2 separate regions of the Gossypium hirsutum genome follow, and region 1 is linked to region 2. Evidence: chromatin contacts called from public Hi-C data. All regions are on one chromosome and are shown on one strand. The core of a region is the stretch at or near the end of the contact, and the rest is flanking DNA. Distances in the headings are between cores, read along the strand shown. Region 1 has its middle 12 kb from the start of LOC107900891. Region 2 holds the start of LOC107899912 (60S ribosomal protein L28-1).

Evidence for each region. Hi-C and Micro-C count contacts between places; a contact is called where the count stands out from the background.
Region 1: a contact with region 2 is called in a Hi-C map of leaf, with 3 times the contacts expected there. The contact joins the enhancer-like site here to the promoter of LOC107899912 in region 2. A contact is called at or near these places in 11 of 34 Hi-C or Micro-C datasets (cotyledon, fibers, hypocotyl and 1 more).

What each region holds. Positions count from the first base shown.
Region 1 is chrD08:50,885,711-50,891,965 of Gossypium_hirsutum_v2.1, forward strand. No RefSeq gene overlaps it. Among protein-coding and RNA genes, the nearest start is that of LOC107900891, 12 kb to the right of the region's middle. Within about 2 kb of position 4,856, at least 1 of the 9 cell types and tissues checked has an H3K27ac peak or open chromatin away from gene starts, as enhancers often do. A contact at or near this core is called in leaf, where this site is marked.
Region 2 is chrD08:50,852,460-50,858,336 of Gossypium_hirsutum_v2.1, forward strand. LOC107899912 (60S ribosomal protein L28-1) reads left to right here and starts at 2,909. Exons shown (of 3, transcript XM_016825649.2): 1 at 2,909-3,056; 2 at 3,545-3,708; 3 at 4,312-4,605. The coding sequence starts at 2,909. The coding sequence ends at 4,452. LOC121220650 (small nucleolar RNA R24) reads left to right here and starts at 3,971; the gene lies at 3,971-4,060. LOC107900894 (O-glucosyltransferase rumi homolog) reads left to right here. Exons shown (of 6, transcript XM_016826670.2): 4 at 88-152; 5 at 397-607; 6 at 689-1,142. The coding sequence ends at 1,042.

The sequences.
Region 1 (6,255 bases), core at 3,606-6,105, 35 kb after region 2:
TTATCTTGGTTATCCAATCCACCATAAAAGAGCTAACAAAAAGGATTATGTTTTCAATTTCAAATAAAATTGTTAAAAACTTGTTGGATAGAAACCAAATCTCCTTTCCTTTTCCAAAAGACTTGTTCTTATAAAATCTACTACGACATCTATCTCCTCCAATTTCATGCAATACTGAAAAGATGAGGGACTTAGAATTCGCCAAATGAAAGCTCAAAACCAAACTCATCTTGCTAAATTTTTTTGTCGGCTTATTCATTCTAACTCTGAATTATGGACTCAAATTCTTTATGGGAAGTACTTTCGAAATGAAAACTCTAAACTTAATTCCTCTGTTACCTGAAAAGGCCTAAAAAGTGTGCAACATATTATTGAGAAAGGTATTCAATAGATCATTAAAGATGGCTTCTGAGTTAGTTTTTGGCATAATGGTTGAACGGGTTTCAGTTCTATTCGTTCTCTTATTCATGGCCCCCTTATGCCAGGTGAAAAAAAATTCTCGATCAAAGATTTCAAATCTAATTCGTGTTCTTTGTCATTTGAAATCTCTAATTTCTTTTGGGATAGTATTATTTCGCATCTATTATCCATATTGCTTGATGGTCCTAATACCTTGTGTTGGAACACTTCCTCGAATGGTTTTTTTCTGTCAAATCGACTTAACTTATTGCTTCAAACCTTATCAACCCTCCCCAACCTGCTTAAGGGATTGGATGTGGATTTGGAAAGTAAAACTTCCTCTAAAGCTTCTTTCTTCTTCTAGGAAGTTGTTGGTTTTTTCTTCCTACCCACTATTTCCTTTATTCTAGAGGTACGAAAATTAACATTAATTTTTCATTTTGCAACAATCACCCTGACACCATTGAACACATTCTTAGAGATTATTCCTTTACTTATCATCTCTAGAGCCTCTTCCTTTTCCCCCCTTAGCGACGAGCCTTGCTTTACTTTCTTTTTCAATCTGGTTTAAAAAGAATTTGACCTTGAAATTGACCTTCCACAACCACCGCATCCCTTGGCCTACTTTATCTGCCTTCATCCTAAGTAACATTTAGATTGCTAGAAATGCAATCATCTTTGACAGTCCTATGAATGGGGATGATATCAAATCCAAAATTATTTCCCTTTTTTTTGGAATATTTTTCTCTTTAAAATGGATCTAAATTCTAAGGTTATCCCTCCTCTTTTCAAATCAAATGGACCCCCCGGGCATGGTTGGTGCAAAGTCAACTATGATGGCTCCTCCTTGGGTAATCTAGGTCTTATAGGCTCAGGAGTTATTATATGAGATCATAATGTTTATTGGATTGCTTGATGTCATCATTACCTTGGAAAAACTACCAACATTATGGCTGAACTCTGTGCTCTTTGTGATAGCTTTTTTCTTGCGCAAAAAATGAATATTACTAATGTTATTGTTGAACTTGATGCCAAGTCTATTATTGATCTTTTAAATCATTCATCTTTGATAATGTTTTCCTCAGACCTCTAATTCATGATTGCAGGACTTTGTTGATGCAATTTCTAAGCAATCGTCTCTAGCATACCTTTCGAGAAGGAAATCACTATGATGATGCTTTAGATAGAGTTGGAAGGCATGTCAATCCTAGCCTTTTGTCTAATACTAGGACCCCTAATGATTTTTATGGTATATCAAGGATTTTATGTGTTCTTTAGCACTAATTTCAATTCAACAAAACTTTTATGGCAAGATAAAAATAAAAAGAACACCGATATAATTGTCAATGTATATTGGAATCGATTTCTTATGCGTATGATTATTTTAAATTATCTTCATGCAATTAAAAATTTAACTATTAGAATAGTTCTTTATCAATTTCATCTCATTTATCAAAAAAATTATTTCCATTATCCACGTTGTAATAGCCCAAATTTACCCGGCCCAAATCAAAGATAAATAAGCAATAAATATAAAACCAAAATTAAGTGTCCAAAATAGTCCTTTTACATTAGGCCCAAACTAAACACAACCCACTACCCAAAATCAAACTCGAATTACCCAATACATCTCAGCCCAATAACCAAAGCCCTAAACCTAAACCCTAGCAGCCTCCACGCCGTAACCGCCCAGGGCCTTCGTCCCCACGTGCCGAGCCTCTGCCAGGGTGCGCGCCTTCGCACATGCGCCACCACTGCTCGTTTTGGCCTCCGTACACGCCATGTTGGTCTCTGCCCTTGTACCTGTAAAATACACACGAAAATACACAGAGAAGGATAGCAGAATAGGGAGCAACAAAGGGGATTTTGGGGGGAACATTTTTCTTTTATTTTTTCTTTTTCTTTTCACTTTGTAAAAGCGGACGATAAAAGGCCATAAAAAAATGTTGTAAGGGGTGATTGGGGGATACCAAAAAAAGGAGAAACACAGTGTATACAGAAAGGATTCAAAGAGAAATCAAAAGAAAAGTTTTTGAAAAGGTGATATTTTTTCAGTGATATTCTCGATTTTTTAGGGAGATTCGTTTTTTATTATTGTAAGAAAGGGGGTGAGAGAGAAAAGGAGAGGGAATACTTACCTTGGAGGTGGGAGCATCGCATCTCAGCTCACTCCGCCGCAATCGGAGTCTGGGCTGGAGGCAGGGTGCTGAATGAAGCGGCGCGCCGTTTGAGTGGAGAGGTTTATTTTCTTTAGGTTTATTTTCTTTTCTGCTTAGGGTAATATACCTTTAGTGTGGGTTAAATGGGAACTCGTGAAACGACACTGTTCGGGCCGGATTCAATGGCCCTGAAACGGTTCCGTTTAAGCCGTGACCCGATGACCCGACCCAGACGCGGCTAGATCCGCGTGTTCTCGCGTAGGGAGGGATATTTGCGCGTCCAACCCCTTCCCTTTTCTAGTGCTTTCGACTCAAGTGTTTTCTTTTTTTTTTATTTGGTCTCATATTCTGTTTTTATTTCATTTTGGTCCAGCGTTCAACGCCGCGTTTTGGAGGGTGGGGAATATTCCCCTTTTGGTCCCCCATGTCATTCGCGCTTTGCGATTTGGACCCATTCTTTTATTTGTTTTAGATTTATCCCCTACATTACTGCTTTATTAACAATTTCGTCCTCTGTTTATTATTATTGCTAAGGATCATTTAATTTGTTATTTTACTATTGTTATTATTGTTATTAATATTTTCTTGACATACATAGTTGCTTATTTTTACATATATACGCACATACATTATTTTATTTCATTACACATTGTTATTTTATTTTTATATTCTAATAGATTAGCACATATTTGATGTTAATTATTATTTATATATTTCATAATACGTTTTTAAATGTTTATTCATATACTTTTGAGTATAATCCTATTTTATATACATATGTATATATAATTTATATCAAATATGTTTATCTTGCGTATGAATGTATATTATTGATTTTATTATTGTATTTTCTACTTATACTTAAAACATACATAATTTATTCCAAAAACTCCTTAGTGTATTTCATTTATTTCATTTTATGTATTATATGTCATTACCCTTTTTTTATAAATATTATTTATTTAAATTAATAAATATATGTTATTTTTTAAATTAATTGTGATATTTTTTATTTATTCGGGTATTATTATTCCATTTGACAACTTTTTAACTACAATTGTGATTTATTTCAAATTCTTATATATAATATTTATTTTCAATTTATTTGAATTATAATCCCTTTTTTCATACATCTTAAACTATTTTAAAAAATTGTACATTTTCATGTGCATTAATTTATTTAATGTTTTGATGGACTTTAAATTTATTAGTTTTTAAATGTTAACATAATATATATGATGTAGGAATTGCTCTTGGGTGTATTGTATTATTTGTTTGTATTTGTTAATTAGTCGTAGATCATTAGATTGCATTTTGTTTACAAATGACTACTTAATATTGAACATTATTCCATTGAGTTTCTTTCATTAAAATTTTGCGTTTAATATGGTTCAAGTTTCGAAGTCCCTTTTAGATGTTATAATACTCGACATTCATAATTCACGAGAGAATTGTGCCCTAACTTACTGGGCTTCAATTTTTCTGATGAATTCGGGTAATTAAACATCTCTATGGTAATAAAAAACCTCATGGTTTCTACAATAAAATTCTTAAGATTTCAAAATGTTGGATCCTAACTTACTGGATACGACATTTTTTTATCTCAATTTTAAAGTAAAGGCAATGTTCGATGTTTAAGAATTTCGAGAAAATTGACCCCTAACTTATTGGGTTCGGACTTCCCGATTGACTTAAATAATCGAATATCCTTCTTCGAATACATGATTTTCTTAAAAAGGGTACACATTTAATTCCAAAGATCGAATTGTTGCACCTTAACTCACTGAGTGCAGCAATTTATTTTTCACAATGAGTCTGTCTTATTATTCAATTTGGTTTACTCAAATTTAAACTTCAAAGATAGTATTTTAAAATCTTTTCAAAGTTTCGACATTAAGACATTAAACATTCAATTCGGTACTAATTTTGGGCGTTACGAGGGTGCTAACCCTTCCTCGTACGTAACCGACTCCCGGACCTATTTTCTCAAATCTCGCAGACCTAAAATTTATTTTTAATGGTGAACCGATCGCACCTTAATAAAAGGTCGGTGGCGACTCCCCTTTTATTTTAAATTCGATCCTCATTTTCCAAAGTATATAAAAAAGTGGTTTCGACACCCGTCCTTTTCATTAACAACAGTATTATAAAAGATAATTGAAAGAGAAAGGTTTGGGAAATACATTTTGTTCAATGATGATGGAGCCTGGCGTCACAATTGGTTTGGTCGGTATCTCTTCTTTTTTTTTTTTCCTTACAAATTTTCTAGGGGAAAGAAAAGACAAAGAAAGCAAGGTAGGGGATAAGAGATCTTTTGGGGGGAAATTAATGGGTTAATTAGAAGTCCGTTGTCAGTTTGTCACGTTGTATGGTGCAAACTTTTTTATCTAATTTTAAAATTTATCCTTCCACTTTATAAAAATTGAAAAATTAGTCTCTTTATTTTATTTTGTTATAATATTTTTTCTATATTTTATGAATATTAAAAAATTAGTCCAGTTAAGTAATATTGTTAAACTTTATTGACCTATAAATTAGTAATTCGACAATTTATATATAATAAATTAGCAAAAGCTAGCAAGTTAGCATTTTGTACTCAACGAATTATCAAAAATCAATGATTTAAGTTCCCGTGTTTACCAACAAATGGAGTAACTTCTATGTTTTCATAAAGTATAATAATTAAATTATGATAAATTAAAGTAGAGAAACTAACTTCTCAATTTTCATAAAGTAGAATAATGAAATTTATGATTAGACTCTTTTTTTCAAATTATGAATGTCATCCATCTATTCTATGAAAACTAAGAAGTTAATCCCTTTACTTTAATTTGTCATAATTTTATATTAAGAAGTCAATTCAATTAGGTAACTTTATTAAATCTTTATCGTTAAATTATTGACCCGAAAATCAATAGTTCAACCATTTATATGAAAAAAAAATTAGAAACTCAACAATTTATATACAATAAATTAGTAAAAACAGTAGTTCAAATTCGTGTGTTTATCTATAACTAGATTAAATTGTTAATTTTTATAAAGTACGAGGACCATATTTTGATAAATTAAAATAGAGAGACTTGCTTCACAATTTTGTAAAGTTGAGAGATGACATTCTAAATTATACTTTTAAAAGAATATAAAAATGTCTCAATAACTTCACCAATAATTAAGTCAACTTATTCAAATGTAAATTAAATTGAAGGATTAATTAGTCCTTCTTGGGAATTAATTTGAATCTATAAGGTAATTTACTAATATAAATGCATACAGTACAAACTTATGTCCCCGGGAGAAAGAAAAAGAAAAAGAATTATGAAATAAATAATGAAATTATTTATAAACTACTTGTCACCTATTAATTTAGTCAATAAAATAAAGCTCTGGTTTAATTAGATAAAAGAATTATGTAAATTGCTTTAATTATTTATGTATAATTAATCATTTTTATCTTCAAATACATATATATATATATATATATTGTTAAACTCTCAAAAGATTTTATATTACGAAATAATCATATACCAATTTAATTATTTAAAATTATAAATAAAAAATTATTATAGAAATTTAATTTATTAATAAAATTAAAATAAGTAATTTAATTTTTTTAAAATAAAATAATCTGGTGCAGTTTTTTTTCCCAAAACTGTTTACATTTTGTTTAAATTATCATTGTTTTGAATTTTATTATTCA
Region 2 (5,877 bases), core at 1,659-4,158:
GCCACTATTCATCTTTGAAAAGTCAAAGATTGTAGGTATCCAATATACAGTCCTTGTATTGTAAATTTGTTATATGTTTTATTCCAGGATTGGGACCGAGAATCTAAACAAGGGTTCAAGCACTCAAATGTAGAGGACCAATGCAGCCACAGGTAATCATTAAAGAAATGGAGAAAATTGAAAATAAAATCAAACGGTATGTTTACTTTAGTTTTGGTTTGATTCTATTATTATTTGAATGTATTTAGTGAAAATAAATATTTTATCTTTAATTTAGTAAAAACAACTTAAAATTAGTATATAAAATTTTGTATTTTTAAAAGTTATAAAAATAGATGAATTCGATTCAATTTCATTATGTTTTATATTCTTTCTGATTTCAATTAAATGCTACAGATATAAGATATATACGGAAGGATGGGCGTGGTCTGTAAGCGAAAAATATATCCTAGCTTGTGATTCAATGACCTTATATGTAAGGTCTCGTTTCTACGACTTCTTCATCAGAGGCATGCTACCACTGCAGCATTATTGGCCCATTAGTGAAAACACCAAATGTAAATCTCTCAAATTTGCAGTGGAATGGGGCAACCTTCATCCTCAAAAAGTATTTCTTTATTCTAAAACTTTGTATATATATCAAGAAAATGGGAGTTCATTTTTTTTTTCATTTTTAAAATTTGTTTAGGCACAGGCAATTGGGGAGGCTGCTGGGAAATTCATACATGAGGATCTAAAGATGGACAATGTGTATGATTACATGTTTCATTTGCTAAATGAATACGCCAAGCTCTTGAAATTCGAACCGACAGTTCCTCCGGGAGCAGTCGAGCTGTGTTCGGAAACAATGGCTTGCCCGACAACCGGTACGTGGAAGAAGTTTATGGTAGAATCCTTGGTGATGTCTGCTAGCGATGTAACCGCATGCCGTATGCCTCCACCTTATGAACCCCAAGAGCTGCGAGACTTTCTAGAAACAAAGGCTAATTCAACGAGGCAAGTGGAGATGTGGGAAGACCAATATTGGCTTAGTCAATATTAAAAGCAATGAAAATGCCTAACTTTTGGACCTCAAAAGGTGGTCATATATGCAATAGTTTTAGGATTTTCTTTATTAATTAAAACATCCAAACCTTTTTTTTTTCCAGTTGAATAGAGCAATAATCACACTGGCACATCTCTTATATAATATAAAAATTCACAACTTGGTTTAACAAAATTAAATACATAGGTGATAAAGTAATTTACATAGTATAATAAAAAATACAAAATCTTCCATAATGTTGGACTACAATTCAGGACACATAATAGCGAAAACTAAAAAACAAAGCCAACTCCTAATATATATGTACTTGAGATATATAAGATATTCTCGAGTTTATATTCTTTTTTTTAAAAACTGCCATCTTATAAATATGATTTTTTATGAGAGGATCAGTAAGGAAGGAGATAAGGAGGATAATGTGGGGTTCTAAAGGCCGAATTATCCAGACAAGATTGTTACGTTCAGGTAAGGTTTGATGGCCTAAAGGGCATGTCCATAGTGGAGGGAGTGTTCACACTAGAAAAGTTGGGGTGCCATGGGACACGAGTGGCATGTTCACAAAGACAGATGGACAATACTCTTCTAAAGGTAATGGGTAGTCTATTCACAAGGACTAGTAACTCGGTGGCCAAAACCCTTCTGGATGGGTCAAGAGATTGAATGGAGGTAGACTTTTCAAGGCGCTGGTAATCCGATGACTAACCCGGCAATGGAGAGCAGAGAGTTGCTTGCGAATGCTCCTCAAGCTGCTAGTTATATTGCCACGTGTCCAAATTCGTAAAGGGTGTACCAGACTTCAAACCTCAATATTTACAAATTCGTTTGTTAGCTCGAAGCTAAGCTTGAATGTAGTTAGAGAGTTCCTAACATATACTTGTGATATATATATAATTATATATATAATAGTGAGCCTAATAAAAGCTATAATCTTCCATAAATGTTGGACTATAATTCAAACAGAAAAAGCAAAGGGAATTCTTAAAGGAGAAATATAAGATAACCTTGAGTTTTCGGAGCTTAGTATAAAAAATAAATTTAGGATTTGATCCAATTAATTCATATAATCATTTTTAAAGGTTAATACTTAAGTTCAAATTCAAACCTTAGTATTTACAATCCATTTTCTTATCTCGGGTCTATGACTTTTTTTTGTTTAATACTATAGGAAATCAATCTAGGTTTGTGATTAGTTGTATCACATTGTATAACTAATTCTTACGAGATTAATTACCTAAAATATTGATATTCTATATTAGTTGTATCACATTGTGGACGGTGTAATTTTTGTTTTTCATTTATTTTCTAAAAATAGAACTATAGAAACCTTGGCTGCCAATTTTATTTTAATTACCCATCTTCTTATATATATCTATTTTATAATTGTTTATAATAATTATATTATGTTATATTATAAGTTTGATAAATATATGTATGAGATGATCCACAGTTGATTGATTAAAAAAAAAGAAGTGTGATAATGAGAAAATACATGTTGTATTGTTCTATTCACTTCTTTAGGTTATTCGATTACTATGAGAAGTGTGATAATGAGAAACTGCATGTCTAAGATTGGCTCCGAAAAGAAAAGACTTGGTAACGTTTGGTTGGGTGTAATGGCTATGCCATTACAGCCCTATTCTGTGGGCCCCACCTATTCCGATTTGGTTGGGTGTAATGCCCTATTACGGGCTTATTACATTACGCTTCTATTCCCAAAATTCTCTGATTTCTATTCCCTTCCAAAAGCTCAGTTTAGCTTTCCGTTTAATCCTCTTGATTTCTAAGCCCTGTTTTACCCTCCCAACCCGAATGCCACCTCCAGGTTATATGCTCTATCTTTTTTTTTGGTATTTTCTTTGATTTTTTGTATCGGCACCCGGACAATTGATTTGGGAGGTAGTGAAGAAGAACAATTGCTTTTTGGTGAGGCAGTTTGGAAGAGGAACTGCTAGCCTTCAGTTCAGCAAAGAGCCCAACAATCTCTACAACCTACACTCCTACAAACACTCTGGTATTCTTTTGATCCAAAAGTTTCATTTTTTTTACTATTATTTTTCATTTGAGGATATTTGATTTGAAGTTTTATTTTCTGTTTCATTTCTTTTTCGTTTCTTTAGAAGTGAGGCAGAAATGGTATTTTCTGCATGTGCAGCAGCAGCTTATTTATATATGAATTCGTAGTTATCGAGGAAACGCGAAGGGAAATATTGGGTATTTCTTAGAATTGGATCTAGTTTCTTGAAAAATTGAATGGATTTTAACTTAATCTAAGTAAATTCTAGGATTTTCTGGGGAATCCTAATTGATTTAGAAATCTAACGAAATGTAGAATAAAATTATTATTTTTATCTTCCGAATGGTCAAAATCGGAGAAGATATAATTTATGACTAACAAGCTATGATGTTTGTCTAATATATTGTATTTAATCCCCTCCGTTTCTCATGTTCTGCACATTTTTGTACGTTTTGTTTTTTAATTGAGTTACTCTGTAATTTTAGGGTTGGCAAACAAGAAAACAGTCACCATTCAAAGTGGGGGCAAAGACCAGTCTGTGCTGCTAGCAACCACCAAGACTAAGAAGCAGAACAAGCCTTCGGCCTTGCTTCACAAGTCACTCATGAAAAAGGAGTTCCCCAGGATGGCCAAGGCAGTCAAAAACCAGGTAAATAGTTAGTGTTTTCTGAAACTCATTTCTCTACTCTTTTATTGGGTTTGCTATTGGTAATTTGCTAATAATTAGGTTGTCTTGTGTGTGGAAAGAAATTGTTTGTCTAAGATCATGTTGGAAGCCTTTTTTTATGTTGGGTTTTTATATTTAATGTGTAGTCTATGAACTAGTAAAATTTGTTGGATTTCTTGGTTAAATAATGATTTTTCTAAAGGTGTAGTTACTTGCCATTCAAGCATAAATTTTCCTGGAAGATCTTGCAGTGATGAAGCAATAACATGTAAGAAGGATTTATTTGTTGGGTTCTTCTATGAAATTTACTTGTTACGCTTGGCTTCTGAGCTTTGAATGTTATAAAATGTCATTTCAATGCTTATATTGCTAGCTTTGGGCAATAATGTGTATATTTATGCTGAATTTTAGTGTGTGAACTTGCCAAGTGTGCACTGTTTTTGTGCTGTTAGTACTATAGATTTTCAATGATATTCTGAGATTTTGTTAATGTATCTTTCTATGATATACAGATATTCAGATAATCTAGTTTTAGGTGCTTTTCTAGTCTGCTTTTATAATTAAGTTGATTCTCCAACATTTCAGGTGACATACAACTACTACATGCCAGATTTAACAAAAGCAGCCCTTGCAAGGTTGAGTACTGTGCACAGGAGTCTAAAGGTAGCCAAGTCTAGTTTCAAGAAGAGGAATAGGCAAGCATTGAAGGTTCGTGGCAGGAAGTGAGCTAGACCTTTCAGGTTGTATGAGCTCTGCTATTTTCATTGCCCCAAACATTTTTTTACCCCTTTTTTGAATTTGTCTTATTTTTCATGGTTTGAACTGAGTTGTTGAATTTTATATCTAGATAGATTTTGAAACAACAGAGATTTGGAGCTATTTACCCTTTATTTCCCCCCTGATATTGAGACATTTGCTTCTGCCATCGCAATTTTATAGCCAACTATTATCCCCTTTCCAAGATAATCCTGCAGCAGTGGAACTTTGCAAGTGTCTGTTGATTGTGAAGTATATAACAAAAGGATGATGCATAATAACTGGGATAAAATATATAATTTCAGATGTCGATTTTATTATTTAGACTTTTCTTCCTTGGAATTTGTCAGATTATTTTAAGGTGGAGATTGAAAATGGTTGACCCCAAAACCAGAAAGTAGAATGCTAATGTTAGGATCAAGTGAAACAAAGAACGAAAATAAAGAACCAGGGCAAGGAAGTTCTCGAAACCAAAACAATCATGAATTGATTGATTAATGGAAACTTGAACATTCATCATTGATCTTTCTAGTATTATATATTATAGTATTATATATTTTATAGTATTATATATTATGATTTTAGTAAATTCATATAAGAATATTTAATATTATATTTTTAATAATAATTATTTTAAATTATATTTTATAGTATTATATATTATAATTTTAGTAAATTCATTTAAGAATATTTAATATTAAGAATTTTATTAAATTATATTTAATAATAATTATTTTAAATTATATTATATAGTATTATATATTATGATTTTATTAAATTCATATAAGAATATTTAATATTAAGAATTTTATTAAATTATATATTTTTATTAAATTATATTTAATAATAATTATGTTAAAATATGATTAAATTATTTATTATTTATATTAATAATCTTATTAAAATAATCATCTACCTAAAAAAAATTCTGCTAAGGGGTATTCTAGTCATTTTAGTTTTTTTCTTTATGCTATTACAACATCATTCCATTCAACCAAACACAACAATACTATTACGCCTCTATTCCATTACATTCAACCAAACAATTGAATTACTATTACGCCTCTATTCTATTACAGCTTTATTTCATTACAGCGAACTAAATGTGCCCTTAGTTTTTAAGTGGTTAAATATGACTCACCTTCCTTTCTTGGGATCCTATTTGGTGCACGGTTCACATTCACTTCTTCGATTTTTCCCTTAAAAGAAAAATTGTGAAGAATCAAAATTGTTCGTTTTTATAATTGATTGATTCTTATGAATAAATGAATGTGAATATTATAAAATTTCCATAGCATATATTGAAAGCATGTCATATAGATTAGGTAAGAATGCTACTAGGACTATTGTATGATCATTCTTGAAATCTGGGATAAAAACCTTGCATGGTTTTAA